Regions from separate parts of the Gossypium hirsutum genome. Here region 1 is linked to region 2. A link is a contact called in public Hi-C data. All regions are on one chromosome and are shown on one strand. Each heading gives the region's core, a stretch centred on a gene start, on an enhancer-like site or on the middle of the called end of the contact. The rest is flanking DNA. Distances are from core to core; before and after follow the strand shown. Region 1 holds the start of LOC107899304 (cyclin-dependent protein kinase inhibitor SMR3). Region 2 holds the start of LOC107899302 (RING-H2 finger protein ATL33).

Region 1 (4,700 bases), core at 764-3,263, 140 kb after region 2:
TAGATGGCGATAGCTAAGGTTCATAGAAGGAAGAAGAAAAAAATAAAAGAAAAGGGAAATTGGGAAGAAGAAAAAGATAATCAGGAAAAGGAAAATGGAAGAAAATGAAAGAAAATGGATATAGCTTTTAAAAATACTTTTTTATTAATTTTTAATATATTTGGTAAATTATGACATCATGATGCCATCATATCATGTGTCACAATATTATCCTGCCACCTGTCTAAAATTTAACAGCATTACAAAAATGTATTGATTTGGTTGACGGAAAAAAGTTTAAGTATTAATTTAAAAAAAAAACATAAAATATCAATTTGGTAAAGTGAACAAAAGTCATATTTACCCATTATATAATAACTTGCAGGCAATCCTTGCGAACATTTATTCAATGACTTGATAACTTCCACATACACGTAAACCCTAATAGATTGATCACATGTGTGTTTTTCTTTGAGAATTGACAACAATCTGGTGGGCTGGGTTCTATTTCTTTACTACAAAGGCCTATTACAAACCACTCCCCTTTTAAAAAAAACCCATAGCCCAAATTAGACTTGGGTTTCATTCTCAATTCGATTTTGGACAAATTGAATAGGATAGTATCTCTAATCAAATCGGCATGATTGAATTTTCTAAATTATATTTTATTCCTTTTTAGTTTAAAACGAAATAAAGCTTTTTTCCCTTAAAATGATAATGCACATGTCACATGTGTATGAAAACATACATGTACTCAGACCCGAATATTCAAGTTCTGATCTAGGAACCTCTTCAATAAAGGAGCATAATACCTTGAGCTCAAAAATAGCTGGGATTCCTAATTATTAAAGCTGCAACTCTTGTATATTTTTTAATATTTTTCCATACTTCACAGCAACATAACATTTTTGTTGTTAAATTTGAAGTTGGATCCCAAAACAACTCCTACCCATCAATCTTTCGGTTTTTTCTATTTAAGAAATAAACAAGCTAAAGAACAATTAGAGCTCTAATGTATAGATTGATCATAAAAATTAAATGTCGGAATTCAAACCTACAAATTATCGAAAAACATCAATGTAAACAGTTGAAGGAACTGGTATACTTAACAATTTAATTTCAAGCGATACCATGCTGCATGCACTCCCCATTTTCATAGGAATATTATTATACCATATGGTTCTCATTTTACATAAAATTATTTCTTACCGAATATAGATAAACTGATATGTATACATGATATGATGCTACAAACAAATTAACATGATCCATTCTCTTGCGTTCGAGCTTTCTTCATCTTACGGTGTAAATCATCAACAAGTGAGGCAGCAAACCAGGACTCAACCTCTTCTGAAACACTGCATATGCTTGCACTGGGCGATGCTTTTCTTTTATTCGCCTTTGGCTTTCTTGGTGCAGGTGGGCATTGTTTCTTCTCTGGGATTTTATGGTCCATAGACGTCGGGGTCTTGAACCCATCATCATCATCATCAACCCTTACCTTCAATTCTCCTGAACATATATGTTTCTTCTTGTCCTTTTCGATTCCCTTTTTCTCTTCATCATCTTGCACTACTGCTGGTTCTCGATCATCATCACCGGGAATATCATTTGAAGGATAATTATAAATGGCTGTAGCTTCACAGCAGCACTCGTCTTGAAACTCCAAGGGCGGTCGTTTCACGATCCTTTTCTGATCATCGTCTTTATTAACAAGGATCAGCTCTGAATTGGACATGGTGAGAAGGGAAATCTGGCTGAATTCTGCGTACATTAAGATCAAACTGAACAAGGTACAATATTGATTGAGAGAAGGGAATCCAACTACTAAGAGACAAAACAAAGGAGGAGAAGAAGCTACCTAATAAGGGAAAAGATATGGGTTGACAACATAAAATGGAGATCTTAAACAAAGAATGGAATATAATCATCAAATCATAGTCTTTTTTGTTTTCCTTGAATTCCTATTATTTTACATTTTGTTTCGGGGTTTTTCTCCACTTTTAGTGAAAGTAAAGAAAAACAATAAAGAAATAGGAGAAACTATTTTAGCCAAGAGGTGGATTTATAAAAGAGAGAGTTTCTAGTTGGTCTATTTCTACTCTTAGTCCCTATATTCTTAGAACTTTTATATTTAATCTTTTTACTTGTTTGATCTCAAATGATATTTTAAAATGTGAAGATAAAATTATAATGCCTACTTCTATCTGTAACCAACCATATAAGCATATTTAAATTTACATTCTCTTAATTACTGAAATTTCAATTGTGTTAATTAAATTAAAATTGAATTAGTAAAGAATAATTCCTTAAAACTCAAAGCATAATTAAAACATCCTAGTTTTTTGTGCATAGGATCCTTCGCCCCAAGTGTTAGCTTTGATTGAGAACCATCACCAACTACTTACTCAAATGACTATATTCATGAAAACAATTCAATATATCTTTGTATAATTGGCACTAACTTTTCGTCTTTGTTTTAAATTATTCTACTTGAGGGGAAGGGGGTTCTTTTATGATAGTTGATATACGAACTTTGATGTATCTATGCACGTGGGTTGCTATACAATGGGGACCAGTGGGACGTTTGATGTGTTAATCCAAACCCCATCTCATGATATTGTTTAGGAAACTTACATTAGATGCTTTGTTTAACTTGCAAGCAAGGGACCAACTAACTTTGAATTTGTATTTTTCTTTACCAGCTTCTCCCCAAGGCTTAATCATCCAAATGAGGGGCAATTAGTTAGTTTTTTGTTTTTTTGTTTTTTACTTTTATATCTTATTTTTGTTTGATTTAGGCACTAGGAATAAGGGAAAGGCTTTATTTATTTACAAAGAAGCCTATGATGAACACTTGAGTTTCCCTTAGACTCAAGCATATCAAGAGATAAAGGGTTTTGAAAAGAAATAAGACCATTACTAGAAATGGTATATATCGTTGTTCACTGATCCAGCTAAATCTAGCTAGGTATTACTTATTTTTGCTGAAAGGTGAAGAAAATATTTGCACCATCAATGCTATCCGAATAGGCCTTTTTTTTTTTCTTTTCCATGTAGCATGGCAAGGGAAATGCTATCAATAGGGGGAAAAAAAAAGATGGCTCCACAATGTTTAAATGCAAAATTAATGTACCTCAAAAGTCAAAATAGAATTAAGAGGAGAATATGGGATTGGATTGGTCTATACTTAGTCCCTTATGATCTTCTAATTGTTAGTCAGTCTTTAGGGATCAGTAATTTTGGATTCCTCCCCCAAGAAAAATGGAAGGTGTTAAGATTTGGTAACCCTTCCATACTCACCCAACTAACAACTATCACCAGCCCCCATTATCTCTTTCTATCAATTTAATGTAAACAAATTGTTGTTTCAAACCCCAAAAACACTATACAAAAATGTCACATTTTTGAGATGATAAATTGAAGAAAGTTGAGTTAATCTCATGCTTTAAATGCATGGTTTCATCAATTGAGGTTAGATTTTTTTGATTATTACATAAACATCAAATTTTTTAAATTGTTTAAATAAGAAATAAATCATTTCAAAAGTGCTCTAATAAAGAATTTTTACACACTTGATCTCACGTTGTAATATTTAATATTTGAGCATTTGAGAACCCTTTATTTAAAAATATTTGAAAAAAATAATGATTTTTATTTGACAATTTTAAAAGATTTTAACTCTTTTTTACCAAATGTTTGGTGATTTGTTTGAGCAACCCATAAGTGTGGTAATGTGGGAAGTGAATGTGGCTTGGAAAATGGAGCATTTTTGGGTTTAGGGATTCAAGTACATGTTGAAAGTAATTAAAAACAAGTTTAATAATGTATGTTTAGCAGGATAATGAAGGGGAAGGGAAGAAACTGTTGAAACGCGCACTAACTGAGAAGTTGCAGAATAATTGAATGTCAAAGGCACATGGAAAATGATTTTGCCACCATTGCCAACCATCATGCATGTCCCAGAGGCCTCACAATCATCCCTCCCAAGTTCAACTCCCTCTCTTGCTCTGCTTTTTTTTTTCTTTTACATTTTCCAATCCAACCCCACAAATCTCCATTTCAAGTTTGGGTTTTACTTTCTCAAAAAGGCTGTCATTTGGCACCCAAGACCCAACTATTCTATGTTTTTGGACCACAACTTAGCAAATCAGAAATGGGTTCTTTTGGGGGGTTTTGCATGTGAATGCTTTATTTTATTGCATCTTTATGCGTGTGTTTTTGAGGAAAAAAGGTTTAGGAGAAAGCTTGGCGTTTGTGATGAAGAGATTAGATTAAAGGAAAAGTGATGTCAAGTGTCAAGTACATCTAGAGAACCATATATTGTTAGAAAGGGGCTAACTTCATTGTTTCCTAGACAGGTCCTGAAAGCAAATATTGCTGCCAATTCATCATCATTAACCCATTTTAGTTTAAAGATTCTTTACATTGGAACTGAAAAGTACTGTAAAAAAGAAAGAAATAAAAAAGTTTATTACTGAAACTACTTCCAAAACTATTATTGCTAGCAAAAGAACTTGCAGTCTGCCAGTGTGAACAGTGGATCTAAATGATGCATGGGATGTATGGGATGGAAACACTCACATGAAACTTCTACTGCTGCAGTGCTGCTTACTTTCTCACTCGTATGGCCATGCTTAATCAATCCAGGAAATGGAAGTCCTATCCGAGACATGGAACATGGGAAGACAAAAGGACTTAACCTAAAGATTGCTAGCTCG
Region 2 (4,671 bases), core at 1,028-3,527:
CGGACAAGATAGAGATACACCTGGCTCGGATACCAAATGTTAGCATAAATAATAATTTACAATATAGTGCAGCAAAAAAGATCGAACATAAATGCCTCCAGTTATCGCCTGAACCAAATGCCAAAATCAAATGTTGCAGCACCACTGACAAGCACGCCAAACCACAGATGAGGTCGTTGAATTTAGCCGTACGAAAAATTGAAAATCGTCAAAGTCTTCTAAACACTTGAAAACCTCACTAGATGAAGTATTTTTTGTTTTGTTTTTTTTTTCGGTGCTTAAGGACCTTATGCTAGTTGGCATTTATAGTGATAGTTCCCATAAAAAACTACCAACTACACATCCCATTATCTCACATACAAAGATGTGAAAGTTGGGGGCAACAAAAATGGAAATGGGCAACAAAATGTGGGGTTATTCTCACGAACCAATAATGAACCCAACATTTAGGGATATCTAAATATTTTAAATTTTAATACATAAATTTCTTAAAACTAATAATTTAGATAAAACATTATTACTTTACCTTTTTAAAAATGTAATTATAAATAAAGAAATGATATTGGTAAGATGCAAAAGTAAATTTTGTATGTGAGATAATATTAAAAACCTAAAAGAAACAAAAGGGGAGGGGGAAAAAATAACCATTGTTACTATTCAAAACACAATGATTGAAACAAGTTATAGAGAGATGTTGAAGGAGATTGGTAGCAATTGGGGATCCTACTCCTCTCACTAACCCTAAAGTGTTTTGTTTAGTGTTTTTTGAACATATGTATAGCAACGTCACAGCCCATGTCTAATGAGTTTGGTGGAAATCACAGCACATGTAAATTAAACTCTTTTTTTATTATATATTTTTTAATTATGTCCATAGCAAACAAGTTATTTGAGCAGTTTGATATCTGCTATGTTATCATTGGATAGCAAGGGATTAGAATTTTGGGATAGTGGAGCAGTAGGTTTCTTTTTGGATTTTGACCATAATACGTCTTCTATGTGTTCTTTTCATCTCGGGTTTCTTTTTAGCATATTGCATATTATATATTATTAATTTGGATAACCTTTTATTTCTTTTAAGGGCAAATATTTATACATCCGTCACATATCTTTTAATTAATAAAAAAGACAAAAAGTTCTTAACTTTACTTTTGATGTTAAAAAACGGTTAAAAGAAAAGAGAGTCTATTCACAATAATGCATTATATAATAATCTTTCTTTAAATATTTTTGTACCCCTACATTAGCTTACACAATGGTAACATTAGAGGCAACTTAGAATGCATTCACGGATGGTCTACTGTCTTATTTTTACTAGGTGATTCTCATTCACATTTTTTATATCACCCGCTATGGATTATTTAAATTCTCTTAAGTTTCTTTTTTTTTCCTTTCAACTTATTCTTTCGGCTCTTCACTTGTCATAGGTGAATTAACTTCTTAATAACAATCACCTTTTCTTCTCTATCTCTTCCTTCTTGAAATAATTTGCTTGCGAAATTAAAATAACTAGTATACCTAATAACAATAATTTATTTAAATTCTTTTTATTGCTTAATACTGCACAAGTTGATTTACATTCCACAGCTCGTGACAGCAAGTCAAACTACTGTTTTGGTTGGCATTTAAGTAATAAAAAGTCATTTAGTTGAGTACGTAAGAAAGCATCAGCACCAGATCATCTTTCAGTTACATTAATTCTGCTGGAAGAATAAATCCATCAAATGAATTTATAGAAAGAAAACTTGATGATTTTTCTGACTTGTTAGAATGAGAAATAATGATATGGAGCATAGGCTATAAATTCTATAGTCCACGATTCCATTTGCAATGATGATGGAAATGTTATCTCATCAATTACAATTCTTCTTTGGATTCACACCAAGCAACTGCCTACTTTTCTAAATATATGATAACTGAATTATTATTATTATTTGATAATGGAGTTGAGTTATCTTAGTAGAACCTAATTTCAATTTTCAAAGAAAACATGTGGGTTTCTTCAACAATATCATTGTTAATTTGCTTGGAAGTGACCCAAAGAGAGAAAGGCAGGTTAATCAATGAAATTCCACTCATTCTCTTATGACTTGGATTCTTGCCTAATATAAATTTGGGCCTGAATAATGTGGGCAACGGGTCAAGAACATAAGTAGGTCGAGTTGCATTCATTTGGGCCTCCTTTCTTGACTTTTGCAGTCAAGATTTTAATTACCTTTATGCTTAAAAACAAAATCCATAAACCAATAACATGCGTTGCTTTCATGATTTTATATGAAATTTGTCCCCACATTTCCCTCTCAATTCTTGCTTTTTCAGAATACCCGAAAACTACATCTCCATTCCCCCACCACCGCCCCTAGCACCATTTCTTCCTTTACCTGCTCAATAAAAAATAATTCAAGTTTTACCATTGTTTTCTCCTTTATCATGGAGAACTCACCAACCGTTATCATGTCACAACCACCGCCGCAGCCGCCGTTCTTTGTGTCGTCGCCACCGGATTTCCAGCCTGACAACACGACCAACAGCACTATTATCGGCTCACCTCCCCCATTACCTTTCTCTTCATCACCCCAAATATACCCTCTTACAGATCAAAACGCATCCACTGTTACTATAGTGACAATCAATCAACCCCCACCTTTCCCTGATTCACCGAGAAGCGTTGATTTATCCCCTCTTGAATTCATTCTCGCTCTTATGGCTGTCATAACTATCCCCGCTTTAATCTACTCTTTCTTTTTCGCCGTCAAGTGCCCTCCTTGGTCTTCCGGGGAACGTCATCACGACAGCCCCGAAGACCTTCCCGGTTACAATCATGGGAGTAGTACTGTTGTTGAAATAACCGAGAGGAGGAGGGAGCCTGTTTCAGGTGTCAAGTACCAAAAAGAGACTCATTCTAAAGAAATCGGGAATGAGTGTCCCGTTTGTTTATCAGTGTTTGCAGATGGGGAAGAAGTAAAGCAGTTGAGTGGATGCAAGCACTCGTTTCATACTACTTGCATTGATTTGTGGCTTGACAATCATAACAATTGTCCTATTTGCCGGGCTTCTGTTGCTGTAAAGAGGCCAAACAACAACCGTACGCCGCCGCCTGGTTCAGGCTCAACTAGAGATAGTGATCACCATCAAGGCTTGCCAGATGCAGCTAGTTTGGTTTGATTTTTTTACAACCCTTTATTGCTCAAATTTCAAGAACTGGTAGTACTATAGAATCATGAGTCCAAAGTTGGAAATTGAGATATATTCACTTAGATTTGTCTGTGATTCTGCTATGAGAAGAACCCTTTTTGTGTGCATATTCCTTATTCTTCCAACTAGGGGTGGCCTTGTGTTGATAAATTGCAGCAAAACGCTTGTTTTCACCGACTTCATCAGTCTTGTAATTCTTTACTTGATTTACAAAAAGCATACCTCACACGCGTGATCCACGTTTTATACTTTTACTTCTCTCTTTGACACAAGTTGTATTTGCCGACTGACCATTAATGCTCAAACTCAGTTTACATGATTGTTCCGGAAATAATTTTAAGAATACTTTTAATTAAATTAACTTAAATGTATATTATTTTTAATTTTAGATATTTTAAAGTAAGTATAAATAATTTATGAATTGTATTTGTTTTATAAAAAAAATTAGTGCATTTAAATTAAATTAAATTAAATCACAACACAATACAAAACATAAAGGTTTCCTACGCTTCCGCTTTATCTAGGCACAGAACGTAGGATCAAATTCAGAACCCATCCACATGCTACTGCCCATTCATGCTAAGGTATTTGGGGCATTCATTACCCGAGAGTGTAACTATTAGGTAGTAAATATATTTTTTAATTATAAAGAATTATAATTTTTTTATATGTGTTTGACTGACAAAGTGTAATCGTACCGTAGTTTTTCGTGTCATGTTTGGTAATATAAATTGTAATTACATAATTATATAATTTATATTTTTAAAAATAATAATAATTATAAAAAATTATTAGTATGATAAAAATAATTTTTAGTCAAGTAACACAAATTCAAATCAAATCATCATATATATTATATTAGTCTAAAAAAATAGTTGATATTATGATTACTAATGGAAATAGCAAGAAAAATAAACATCATATGCAATTTTATCTAATTGTTCTAGTGCATATTTGTTGAGTTATTTTCTTTTTAATATTTAACATGTGCTCTTTATTATCATATGTTAGTCATTGACTGAGTTCATCATCATCTAAATTTGAACCCACATCATTAAAATTATCAAGATCTCATTCTTATTTGCATATTTAGCATCAACCTTATAATACTTGAGTTCACAGTTCAAATAATATATAACTCTAATTATAAAAACTTATATAAACTTAATTTGGATATATGTTAAATCTTTTTTCTATAATATGTAAATTAAATCAAAGTTAATCAAAAATTTATAATATCTAATCTTTATAAAAATGTATCATAAATTGTCCAAAACTTTCATAGCACTTCTTATAAATAATATAATTTTTTTCCGTAACTTTAGAATTTTTTTTATAAAGAAGTTATGATTAAAAAAACTATAACATTTTTTTATGAGTAAGCATATTATTTTATAATATATAACGTGAACACATAAATAACTCATGTCCATATTTGGCCATAACTTTTTATAAATAAATATATTAGAACACTTT

What was found. A called contact is a pair of places that touch in the nucleus more often than the background predicts.
Region 1: a Hi-C map of leaf shows a contact between it and region 2, with 2.4 times the contacts expected there. The contact joins the promoter of LOC107899304 here to the promoter of LOC107899302 in region 2. A contact is called at or near these places in 6 of 34 Hi-C or Micro-C datasets (anther and leaf).

What each region holds. Positions count from the first base shown.
Region 1 is chrD04:44,872,837-44,877,536 of Gossypium_hirsutum_v2.1, forward strand. It overlaps LOC107899304 (cyclin-dependent protein kinase inhibitor SMR3), which reads right to left and starts at 2,014. Exons shown (of 2, transcript XM_016824981.2): 1 at 1,841-2,014; 2 at 1,067-1,743. The coding sequence starts at 1,910. The coding sequence ends at 1,238.
Region 2 is chrD04:44,735,755-44,740,425 of Gossypium_hirsutum_v2.1, forward strand. It overlaps LOC107899302 (RING-H2 finger protein ATL33), which reads left to right and starts at 2,278. Exons shown (of 1, transcript XM_016824979.2): 1 at 2,278-3,430. The coding sequence starts at 2,431. The coding sequence ends at 3,165.